Linked DNA regions of Mus musculus: all the other regions are linked to region 1. A link is a contact called in public ChIA-PET, HiChIP or PLAC-seq and promoter capture Hi-C data. All regions are on one chromosome and are shown on one strand. The core of a region is the stretch at or near the end of the contact, and the rest is flanking DNA. Distances in the headings are between cores, read along the strand shown. Region 1 holds the start of Furin (furin (paired basic amino acid cleaving enzyme)). Region 2 holds the start of Ngrn (neugrin, neurite outgrowth associated). Region 3 holds the start of Sema4b (sema domain, immunoglobulin domain (Ig), transmembrane domain (TM) and short cytoplasmic domain, (semaphorin) 4B). Region 4 overlaps Crtc3 (CREB regulated transcription coactivator 3).

Region 1 (2,700 bases), core at 131-2,630:
GGTGTGGCTGCTGTTTCTAGGACCTGGAGACCCAGCTGAGGCAGCCACAGAGCAAGCCACCAAAGACTGCTGGGAAACCCAATCAGGTCTCTCTTTCCAGCAGAGACCCCAAGGCAGGTCCTGTTACAGGCACCTCCCAGGAAATTTTAACTCCTAGTCCCTGCTCAACTACTTACACAAGTCATTTCCACTCTCTGGGCCTCAGTTTCCTTGGTGGTTAAAAACTATTAGGACAGAGGCTTTCAAACTTTTTTTAAGCCATAGGATCCTCTTTTTAAAAAAATACAAATTTTAGATAGAAGCCCAAAACAGGAAACACACACCTAATCTGCTCGCCCACCCTCCTTTTCTATGTCCACACCTGGCCAGCAGCCACATGCCCTCACTGGGCCACATCACCTGCGTCGTCTTGGCACTTCCCAAGTCAGAGAGAATCCCAGTGCTTCAGAGAGATGAAAGTCCACTTCCCCTAGGCGCAAAGCCCTGGGGCGGTGGGAACGGCGGCACCGAGCAGACTAGTGTCTGCTGTCAGACCTGTATGGCAAGCAGGCCGCCCCTCGGCTAGCCACCCGATGGATGGGGGCAGCAGGGGCCTCGGCCAGGCCTCGGCAGGAGGCAGCCCGGAGCGAGCCTCCCCCAAGCCGGCCTGTGCGCGCACGCGAAATCCGCCCCCGACCGCTCCGGCCGTACAGGTGTGCCAGGCGGCCGAGGACCCCGTGCCCTCCCGGGAGCGCGCCCCACCAGGCGCAGGCCCCGGCCGCCGGGGCCACGGAGGACCGCGGGCAGGCGGGAGCACCCAGAGTCCGAGGAATGCTCTGCCTAGCCCGCCCCAGCAGGGGCCCCGCCGGCGCTTCCTGAGGTCATAGGGCTCGCCCCGGCCCCAGCGGAAAAGTACCGGCGCGGGCCCAAGCCCGGCGCTCAGGTGGGCTGCGCGGCTCCCGTCCTCCCGCCGCGGCGGCCGAGAATCCGCGACCAGAGCCCGGCGGCCGGCGAGGCCCGGGGCTGCGCCGCCCGGCTCCGCGCTCCCCCGCCCGCTCCGGGCCCGGTTCCCCAGCGCGCCGCCTCCCCGGCCCCGGGCCGCGCGCCCTCGCCGCTTACCCTGGGGAGCCCGGGCGGGGAAACTTTTCCGGACGAGCGCCGCGGCCGCTCGGGTACCCCTCGGCCGAGCACGGAGCCCGGCGGCGGGGGCCTGGCTCCGGCGGTCCCCGCGCCCGGCAGCGGCGTCACGGCGCGCAGGCGGGGAGGCGCGGCGGCGCGGCCTCGGCCCGGCCGGCGACCAGGGCAAGGCTCGGCCTGGGCTCGGGCGCGGGCGGGGGGCAGCGGCCCGGCCGCGGCGGCGCGGCTTGTTTACTCGGGCCGCTGTCACAGCGGCGGCGGCGGCGGCGGCGGCCCGGGCTCCTCCTCCTCCGCGCCGCGCCCCTCCCCCTCGCGGCGCCACCTCCGCGCTCGGCGGCCGCAGCCGGCCCGGCCCGTTCGCCGCCCGGGTCGGGTCAGGCCGGGCCCGGCCGGGCCCGGCCGGTGTTCAGAGAGCTCCACGCGGCGGGCCCTGCGTTCTCGGGGCGCCCTGTCTGCGGCTGCCAGCGGGGCGGGTAGGGAGCGTGGTCCCTGCGCGCCACCCCAGGCCCCTCGGTCCGCACCGCGTTAGGCTCTTGGCCCCGCAAACTCCCGGGCAGATGGTTTCGGAGACCCGGACTGGGAGCCCGCGGGCGAGATGGCGAGGGAAGGGCCGAGGGTCGGGGGGTTTGGGGAGAGTCCAAGCTGGCCCTGCCTTGCCCGAGGTTCCTGGGTCCCGAGTTTTGAGTTTGGGGATAGTCAAGGGAAGCGCCCTGGGATGGCGGACCTGGGGCAACTCCACTCTCAGGTCGGATCTCACAGCGGCAGGGCAGCCCTCGTGCCTCCAGTTAGAGGAGTCACAGTTTTATTTGCTTTTGTAGAGACAGGTGGATAAACAGAAATAGCCCACCTCCTTTTATGGTTTTTTTTTTTTCCCAATACTTTTTTTTCCCCCTGCAACAACGGAGAGCTAGGCACTGGGCCAATCAGTTCACCCTATCTTCTCCTTATGTACATTCCTTAATCCACATAATCCGCTCAGGATGACATTATTAATCCCACTTTACAGATAAGGAAACTGAGGCACACAAAGTTTAAATAATTTTCCTTAAGCTACACAACTTAGCAGGCCTCAGACTTGGCAGCGTTTCACTCCAAGCTACTTACAGTATACCAGCCAGAGCCCTTCCCTCCCTGGGTTCCTGCCCTAGAAAACGGCTGTGCTACTTGGCGGAAGGTTGACATTCTGCTCGAGCTGAGAAAGAAGAGGGGAACCGGGCCAAGATCTTCCCAGGCTGGGTTGTTCCAAGGTCGCCAGCGGCCTCTGCACATCCCTTCTTGCTCTCTGTGAGATAACCTGGCCACATGAGACTTTGCCTCAAAACCCTCAAAGTAGTACACATACACACATACACACGTATCATTTGTGTGGAAAGTCGTCCAGGAAAGTTGGGCTCAAATCCTTGCGGTACTATTTTGCATTATTTCGAACCTTAAATTCTCAGAGCCCCGATTTATCCCTCTGAAAATGGAGATGTGTATGAAGTTAACTGAATCTGTTATTTGAGCATCCGTTAAAACACTGCAGACATGGGGTCTCTAAAAGTCTGGTTCCTCCCAGATTGGGGGCTTTCCCTTAGAAGGAGC
Region 2 (2,855 bases), core at 302-2,801, 140 kb before region 1:
TTTCCAGCTCTAGAGTCAGGCTCACTAGCCGTAAGTATTCAAAAATAGCCTTGGTCACTTTTGACTGGTGTAAATTCCTAGTAGCAAATGTTACAGCTGGGCTGCTCCTAGGATACAAAGTGGCATTCCTGGTAGTATAGGCATGGGGGGAAGGCAGTGGACCCGTTTATTTACTTGCTTCTATCTAGTGACCCTGGTGATAGAGATGACAGACCAATTCCAGCCCTCAACCAAGGTTAACAGGGAAATGGACATGTAAACAGGCTAATTAAGATCCAGTGTGGTAGAGATGCTAGAGGGAAGCATGGGATGCCAGTCTTGTGTGTTACTGGAGCACAGATGGGAAAGAGGTGAGAACATCTCTTTTGTGGGTACTACAACTTAGTGGGGGTCCATGTCTCTACTGCAGAAGGCCAAGCCAGCAGAAGGCTAGAAGCCATAAACAGAGCCCTGTCAGGATCAGTGCCACCCACTCTAACCCCAAGGCAGGGCTATCTTCTGCAGCCCAAAAGACAGGAAAATGGCTCATGGACTGAATGCTGCACCTTGCCCTCCATGGTAAACTCTGAACACAGAGGAAGCAAGGCTGGGGATCTTCCCCTATGCCCTGCCTCTGCACCAGTACTGCAGCATTCCAGCCCACTCCTCAACATCATCCAACACAGGTAAAAGAAGGAAAGCCCAGCACTCAACCAAAACAGCAAATGGTCTTCAATCTTTGCTAATTGAAAGACTGCCAACAAGTTCCAGATTGAAAAGCTCTGGCCAGGACCTTTGTTTGCAAAAGGCAAAAAACACGGAGACACCAAGAGTTCTTCAACATTCTAAGATTCTTTGGGGATCGGTAAAGACTAAAAGATGAAGAGCTAAGGCCAGCTTGTATGCATCGCTGCTCACCAAGCCTTAGGCTGAGTTTATCCCTAAGCGATGGGTCTGAACCCTGGGTATGGCTTGGGGCTGGAGGTCACTGGGCAACAAGGAATTCCTTTCCCGGAGGAGTCAAAAGCGACTACGGTGTAGTCGCCATCAGAAGATTGCTGAGGGTACGCCCTTCCTGCCACAGTGGCAGAATCAGGCAGGCCTGGGCAGCCTGTGCCAGAGGGGCGGCTCTGGGCAACTGAACCCGTCTTTTTATTAAAGTTTATGTCGTTTTCCAGGCGCGTGCTGTACCTCCTTTCGATCCTCCCGTCTGAGGCAAGCTCTTCTCATAGTTACAGCAGGGACGCCCAGCCCAGCCTGGTGACTAAGGCCTGTAGTTCCAATTACTTAGGAAGTTGAGACAAGATGATGAATTTAAGGCTAGGACAATTTAGACCGTTTCAAACATTTTTTCCTTTTTAATGGCTAGGGAGATAGCTCAGTGGCAGTAGCTTGCCTAGCATGTACAAGGCCCTAGCTTGGCTCCCCAGCACCACAAAACCAAAATCAGCAGGAAAGGGTGGGTAACTGGACAATACAAGGACAGCCCCCGCCCACCCAGGAAACGAAAAGCGTAGGATACCGTCTAACTTCCGGTTATTCCTTTCTGCTTCCGGGTTCGCCCTCCCACTTCCGGTGCTTTCCGGTCGCGAGCTGTAGATACCACCTCGCGTCGCAATGGCGCTCTCTCTGAGCCTCTTTTTGGGCGGTCGTGTCCGCACCTCTCTCGCTCGCTGTGGGTTCGCGTCCCAGGTCATGGCGGGCCCGGGTTCTGTCAGCTGCGAGCCGGACCCCGATTCCGACTGGGAGCCGGAGGAGCGGGAGCTCCAGGAGGTGGAGAGGTACCTGCTTCGTGGCGAGCCCTCAGCCTGGAGTTAGGCTTCGCGCCCCGGCGTTCCATGCGCCCCCCCCCAGCTCCGGGCGTCCGGCAGCCGCGTCTGCACAGGCTCTAGTTTCTTCTCATCCGTTGTCTAGGGCACAGGGGCAAGTGATCAGCTCCCTTGACACCCTAGGTCCCGTTGCTTAGTGACGTGTTTCATCACCCGTTAGAGAGTTCGGCATGCTTACGTTCAGGTGCTGTAGGTGTTAGGTTTCTGGGGGCAGTGCACCCAGAGTGCTTTAACCTGGCAGACATGCGGTCAGACGAGAGGGCTGAGCTCTCCAAGATTTAGTTGGATGCTTTTTGAAACACTAGTCTTGCTTCCAAGCTCGGCTTTTGCCATTGGTTCTTTCCCCCAGCGCTTTGAAACGTCAGAAAAAAGCAATGCGATTCCAGAAAATACGAAGGCAAATGGAGGCTCCAGGTGCACCACCCAGAACACTGACGTGGGAAGCCATGGAGCAGATCCGGTGAGACGTTGCTTACAAAATGGGATTTACCTTTTGGGGGATTTTAAGTATTTAGTATTATTGCCTTTAAAATAGAAAGCGTCATAATAAGGAACTTCCTAAACCTGTCCAGAATTTTGTTTGTTTTGCGATGCTGGGATCAGCACAGGGACTTGCTTATGGTCCACTGAGGTCATCACCTCCTAAGGACATACCTAGCTTGGTAGGTACATTATGGACAGTTGATTGAAGTTTGGAAAGCTCTTCTTTTGAGGCAACCTCATGTAGCCAGCTGACCTCCAGGACACTGTAGACAAGGATAGCTTTGAACTCTTGTCTTCCTGCCTCTGCCATCTGAGTTTTGTAATTGAGATTAAAAGTATGTACCAACGCTCCTGGATTTTTATTTTATTTATGTATTTGTTTATTTATTGACAAGACCGCTCTGTAGACCAGGTTAGCCTGGAATTCTTGGGGCAATTCTGACTCTGCCTCCCAAGTTCAGGGATTACACTGTGTATGAGTCACTACTCTTACTTGAAAGGCGTCTGAAACGAATTTTCTTTAAGGGGGCTGGAAAGATGGCTCAGTGGCTCAGTGGCTAAGAG
Region 3 (2,736 bases), core at 196-2,695, 200 kb before region 1:
TCTTCCTGCTTCTGACTCCCAGGTTGATGGGATTAAAGGCCTGGGCTACAGGCCTGACCTTGAAACAGTATTTAAAGTGCTATTTATTTCATGTGCATTGGTGTTTTGCCTGCATATATATTTTATGTTACACACACAAACACACAGGTCAGAGGTCACAGCTTGTGGAGTAGACTCTGTCTACTGTGTTTGAGAAGAGATTAACAGGAGGAAAGGAAGCAGCAGTTAGAGCAGAAACAGTACATTTCAGATGATGGGTTAACCAGTGCAATTGGACATGTGGCATATGAGAAAAGACACGAGACTGTAGAAGGATGTCAGGGTGGTGACAGTACAGGAGTTGTGGAGCATGGGGAAGTCTGGATGTAAGAAAGAAGACCTGAGACCATCCAAGAGCTTGTCTGCTCTGACTGCCACCTGCCTGTGGGGGTGGGGAGGAGAGTAGAAAGATGTGGCTCTGGAACTGCCCACATGGGCACACATGGGCAGCAGCGAGTGCAGTGTAGCTTCGACAACTGCAGAAAAGTCTGGGGGAAGTGGTTTCATTGCCACAAGAACAATGAACACATATTTTTAAGTTTTTAATTTTATCCATTCACCTAGGAAAAGCTGAAACGGGTTTCCAAAACCTTGATGTCTTTGTTGATCTCCCCCTCTTTATTTCCCTCTATTCCTTTGCTGTGGCTCCACCAAATTGACTTCAGATTGGGGTACCTGCGGGTGGATACCTCTGGCGTCTCATTCCAGCCTTAGGGAATCCTTTCCTATGCTCAGCCACGTGCTGGTTGTGGGGGGGAAGGTCTAGCCTCTTTGGCAGTGCAGTCCGTGAAATCCTAATTATCCCACTTGAACTGATTCTGCGCCGGCCCCGGGCTTCGCGTGGACAGAATTCTAAGCATGGACAACCGAGCAGAGTATCTAGATTCTAGACCATGCATAGACCTCTCGCGGAAGTAAGACTGGAAAGCTACCAGTCTCCGTCTCAGAGTCTGCACAGCTCCCAGAGCGGGGGTGGGGGTAGGTAGGGGGCATGTGGGGCAGGGTTCCCGGGAGCCGGAAGGAGGGCGGGTCCGTGCGGCTTTGCGAGCTCCTCGGTCTCCGGGCTTCAGGTCCCCAGGCTCTGCTCCGCTCCCCCTCCCCCCCAGTGCCCCAAGTCGGGTGACTCGATCCAGCGCCCCTCGTACTTCAGCGCCCAGGAAGGAGGAAGGGGAAAGAGCTGGGCAAGGACCAGCTAGGAGGCCCGCCTACCCGTCGACTTCCTGCTCCGCGCCCTCCTCCCTGCGGCGAGAGCGCGGGGCTTTCACCCGCAGCACTGGGCAGAGGGAGCCTACGGTGCGGCGGCCCACGTGACCACCTTCCCTGCCGCCCACCCCCAGGTCCAGAGGCGGAGGCCGAGGGAAGGACTCCGGGCCGAACCGCGGGGCGGGGCTCCAGCCTGCGATTCCACTTGAGCAACCTGAGCCGGAGGAGGACGCCGCTGCCTGCTGCGGTCCGAGCTCCACGCGCCGCGATGGGCCGGGCGAGCCGCTCCGCTGTCCTGCGGCGCGCGCTGCTGCTGCTGCTGCTACTGCTGCTGCTGCGGACGACGACTACGCGGGCGCTCGGCCCCCGGATCAGTGTGCCGCTGGGTAAGTGCTATGGGGCGCGGCAGAAGGAGGGGAGCGCGGGCAACGAGATGCTTGGTGGGGTGGCCACGACAAAGGAGAGGTTGAGGTCCACTAGGACCAGGAAAGCAGTTGTGGTCAAAGCGAAAGAGGAGGGAAAGCTAGGGAGCTGAGAGCCCTTTTCTTCCATTTTCTATCTGGACTTGGAGAGGGCCGCTTTCTTGCTCGGTTGCAGCTGCTCTTGCTCGGAGGGAGCACACTCGGCACTAGGGGCCTCAGGTGCCAGCCATCCTGCCTACTCATTTACTTGTCTTTGATGCTGACCAGAGTCAGCCTTGGAGCCACCAACGGCACGGGGCTGAGGGCACTGCTGCTGGCCGTGCTATAAACTCTGGGCTTATGATATTCTCAGTCAGCCACAGCAGAGCCTGGAGTTTGGCGGGTGGGTGCCAGGTCTTTCCTCCCTGCCGGCCCATCTCTGACTGATCGACCTGGAGAATTCACCCCCTACTCCAAACACAGGGACTTGGAAACTGACATTGCGAAGACCCATCTGTACCCTGTCTAGAGGGGCCTGAGGGTATCACCCTGGTGGGCCACATTCCTTTTTTGGTGGTTTACAGCTGCCCCTGGCTGCCTGTGTTTCCAATCCTCCACTCATTCTTTACTTCCCTTAGTCTGATCGCCCCTGAACCTTTTCCAGGGAACCTCAACGTTTGGAATTCTAGGGACTTAGCCCAGTAAGTACTTCCTACTGCCCGCACTCCAGCTTCCTCCCCTGCAAAGTCGCCTCAGGCTTAGATACCTTGCAAAGTCATCTTGGGAAATTCATAAAACTTGGTGCATTCGGAGGGCATCAGGCACATAGGTGCCAACAGACAATGTTTGGCCAAACCCCTCTAAATTGCAAACTGTCACTGTGAGTTAGTGCATAAATTAGAGGTTACAGACTAAAACTCTACCAGACTTCCTACTCCATATTTGCATCCCCACCCCTAAAAGCATCCCATTTGCAAAAGGATAGAATCAGCTCTTCAGTTAAGGCCCCTAACAGGATCTCAGTCCCTTATCCAAAACATTGTTGGTAGCTCAAGTTCAAATCCTGTCTCAGCCACTTAGTTCCCACATGACC
Region 4 (2,700 bases), core at 68-2,567, 240 kb after region 1:
CCCTTACCATCAGCTATCTTGCCTCCTCCAGGGCCCATGGACATGAGGATATACTATATCCTCAGAGTGCGGTCCTCTGTTAAACAGCTTCTAGCCCAGCTGCAGTGTCCTCAAAGCAGTCCCTGTCTCCGGAGGGCATCTGCTCAGATGACAGGCTGCTAAAGATTTACAGTCAGTTGTCCCCACGAGGAACCAAGCTACCCAGAGAGAACAGGTCTGGAGAACCAGATTCTTTTGGGAATGTAAGTTTCTGTTTTAATTTTTTTTTCCCCTTCCTTCTTTCCTCCTTCCCTCTTTCCTGAATTCTCCATTTAACCAAAACTGGATCTGGTTGCTTACTTATAGCTGAGTTAAATTGGTTTGAAATCTTTGCCAAATAGGCAAACGTGTAGGACCTGGACGGAGTTGCCTCCTATCTGAAGCCCCGGCTTCTGCCTCCACGTGGAAGGGAGAACCGAGCCCAGTACAACTGGCTTCACTTGTCACACAGTCCAGCCCACAGACTTTAGGAGCTCCTGAGCCACCGTAAGGAAAGCTGACAAGTGACCCTTCACTGACTTCTCACAGGCTCACTAGCAGTGACCGTCCAGACCACAGAACAGTGGTGTATAAGGCCCCCAGTCTGGGTTGAAACATCTAGCACCCAGGGATTTTCATGAGGGAAAGCTGAGTGCTGACGCGGTGTCCTCCCTAACACAGCCCTCGGGGGGCAGACCATCTACTTTGCTTGCTACACTGAAAATGGGTACAGAGAAATGGCGGAGAGTGGAGCTGGTATATTTGTGGAACTTCAATGTCTTTGTTTATATAATGAGCTGTTTTCCTTTCTCTTCTTTGTGACAGTGGGGACACCAGGGTCTCAGTACAAGTTTTAGGCAAGGACTCTGCCCCTGAACTTTATTCCCTCATCCAGGATCTGAATGCTCTGAGGTGATTTTATTATTATTATTTCATCTGATGCTTCAAGTGAAAGTCACAATCAGCATGGAACGAAGAACATGATGTGTGCTAACCCTTGTAACGTATATAAAGTATGCTAACCCTTGTGACATATATAAAGTGTGCTATAACCCTTGTGACTTATATAAAGTGTGCTAACCTGTGTGACATATATAAAGTGTGCTAACCTGTGTGACATATATAAAGTGCGCTAATCCGTGCAACCATTTCACCATTTGTTCCAACACTGGAATGAAATGAGGAAGCTAGAACCCTGTCCCCCACTTTGACTTTCTGTGTTTCTTACTTCTGCTTACTTGGGGGAATATTTGAGGTTTTATAGTTTCTGGGAATCATTTGTAATAGTGATGGGGTGACAAGCTGACGCACTGACTGTCACTGGTTTGTGTCATAGCTGGGCTGTGGAGAGAGCCAGGGTGAGTGTCAGCTTAATGAGGATGCTAACCTTGGCTTGCTCTTCTTTCTGGGGCTATAAGCCAACCTTAAAGCCCATTCGCTGAAGCTGAAGCTGAAGCAGAGGACCAGGTGCAGCAGATGGCATGCACACCTCCTCCCTGACCCAGGGATGCAGAAATGCTTCCCGGAGGATGCTGGTCCCAGTAGGCAGAGTCAAATAAAGGCAAAGTTCTCTCAGACTAAAAGCAAGGGTTTGTTTCTTAGCTGCTGAACAGACAAGTCAGGGGCACTTAGGGTCAAGAGTAACTGGGAAAATCCTGGTCCACAGCTGGGAAGACAGCTCAGGCGGTAAAGTGCAGGCCTGGCATGTACAAAGCTTGGTTCCATCTCAGCACCCCGTAACAGGGCATGGTGGTCACACAGCTGTACTCCCAGCACACAGAGGTAGGAGGTGGACCCCAAAACAGTTCAAGGTCATCCTCAATTGCACAGCAAACTGAAGGCAGTCTGAGCTACACGAGACACTGTTTCAAAAAGAAAATAAGTATTTATTCACACTCTCAACAAATGAAAAATATAAAGATTGAGAGTGTGAGACACCGCTGATCCCATTTCCCCTTCTTGCTTCCTGATAGACAGCCAGGGTAATGGCTGCATGAGCCCTTCAATGAACGACTGTGTAAGCACAGCAAGTGGGAGCGGACCTTACTTCTACTCTTCTCTTTTAGCACGGATAGTAACATGGTATACATTACAGCTGGCTATAATGTATATGGACTGATGCAGCTGTGTGTGCATGTGAGGAGGCACCTCTGGTCCATTACCGCTCTTTTCTGAAAGACTTTCTCACTGCTCTGGAACTTGCTAAGCAGACTGGCCAGTGACTCCAGCTCTTCAGGGCCCAGATTACAAGCACAGCACACCTGGCTTTTATGAGTGTTCCGGGGATTGAACCCACGTCTTCCTGGGTTTACTGAATTACTCCAACCCACTTTTTATTTTTTAATTTTTTTTTCAATACTAGGGATTAAACTCAGGGTCCTGCTACTGAGCTGAGTCCATGTCCTCAGCAATTGCTTTTTAATGTTACTTTTTTAAAAATAGGTATTTACTTTTATGTGAAGGTAGGACAGGGTAGTGTGGAGGGCAGCACACATGCCACAGCCCACGTGTAGTGGTCAGAGCACTTTCAGGACTCAGGTCTCTCCTTCCACCATGCGTGTTCTGCTGACTGAACTCAATCATCAGGCATGGCAGCAATCCTTTAACAGCTGGGCTACCTTGTTGGTCTTGCTCTTTAAACATTCTCACTCTTTCACTAAATCCCTGGGCTGATTCCACCTT

What was found. ChIA-PET counts read pairs in DNA pulled down with a chosen protein or histone mark. HiChIP or PLAC-seq counts read pairs in DNA pulled down with a chosen protein or histone mark. Capture Hi-C pulls out chosen DNA fragments and counts their contacts.
Region 2: an RNA polymerase II ChIA-PET map of memory CD8 T cells shows a contact between it and region 1, with 93 read pairs. The contact joins the promoter of Ngrn here to the promoter of Furin in region 1. A contact is called at or near these places in 3 of 115 datasets of contacts at active chromatin or transcription factors (effector CD8 T cells, memory CD8 T cells and pancreatic cancer cells) and 2 of 9 other capture datasets (adipose tissue and pancreatic islet).
Region 3: a contact with region 1 is called in a promoter capture Hi-C map of liver. The contact joins the promoter of Sema4b here to the promoter of Furin in region 1. A contact is called at or near these places in 1 of 484 Hi-C or Micro-C datasets (embryonic stem cells), 1 of 115 datasets of contacts at active chromatin or transcription factors (pancreatic cancer cells) and 2 of 9 other capture datasets (liver and pancreatic islet).
Region 4: a contact with region 1 is called in an H3K4me3 HiChIP or PLAC-seq map of bone marrow-derived macrophages, with 3 times the contacts expected there. The contact joins the enhancer-like site here to the promoter of Furin in region 1. A contact is called at or near these places in 6 of 39 promoter capture datasets (the C10 cell line, the HPC-7 cell line, cranial neural crest and 2 more), 1 of 484 Hi-C or Micro-C datasets (beige adipocytes), 7 of 115 datasets of contacts at active chromatin or transcription factors (bone marrow-derived macrophages, effector CD8 T cells, embryonic stem cells and 3 more) and 4 of 9 other capture datasets (adipose tissue, embryonic stem cells, liver and 1 more).

The regions. Positions count from the first base shown.
Region 1 is chr7:80,401,432-80,404,131 of GRCm38.p6, forward strand. It overlaps Furin (furin (paired basic amino acid cleaving enzyme)), which reads right to left and starts at 1,381. Exons shown (of 16, transcript NM_011046.3): 1 at 1,099-1,381.
Region 2 is chr7:80,259,664-80,262,518 of GRCm38.p6, forward strand. Ngrn (neugrin, neurite outgrowth associated) reads left to right here and starts at 1,552. Exons shown (of 3, transcript NM_031375.4): 1 at 1,552-1,760; 2 at 2,158-2,268. The coding sequence starts at 1,597. Ttll13 (tubulin tyrosine ligase-like family, member 13) reads left to right here. Exons shown (of 15, transcript NM_177765.3): 14 at 1-30; 15 at 666-1,158. The coding sequence ends at 862.
Region 3 is chr7:80,197,143-80,199,878 of GRCm38.p6, forward strand. It overlaps Sema4b (sema domain, immunoglobulin domain (Ig), transmembrane domain (TM) and short cytoplasmic domain, (semaphorin) 4B), which reads left to right and starts at 1,446. Exons shown (of 14, transcript NM_001360135.2): 1 at 1,446-1,628. The coding sequence starts at 1,511.
Region 4 is chr7:80,638,719-80,641,418 of GRCm38.p6, forward strand. The region is part of intron 2 of Crtc3 (CREB regulated transcription coactivator 3); the gene reads right to left. Gm15880 (predicted gene 15880) reads left to right here. Exons shown (of 5, transcript NR_040343.1): 3 at 32-242; 4 at 844-930. Among named protein-coding and RNA genes, the nearest start is that of Gm15880, 4.1 kb to the left of the region's middle. Within about 2 kb of position 1,318, at least 103 of the 459 cell types and tissues checked have an H3K27ac peak or open chromatin away from gene starts, as enhancers often do. A contact at or near this core is called in the HPC-7 cell line, bone marrow-derived macrophages and pancreatic islet, where this site is marked.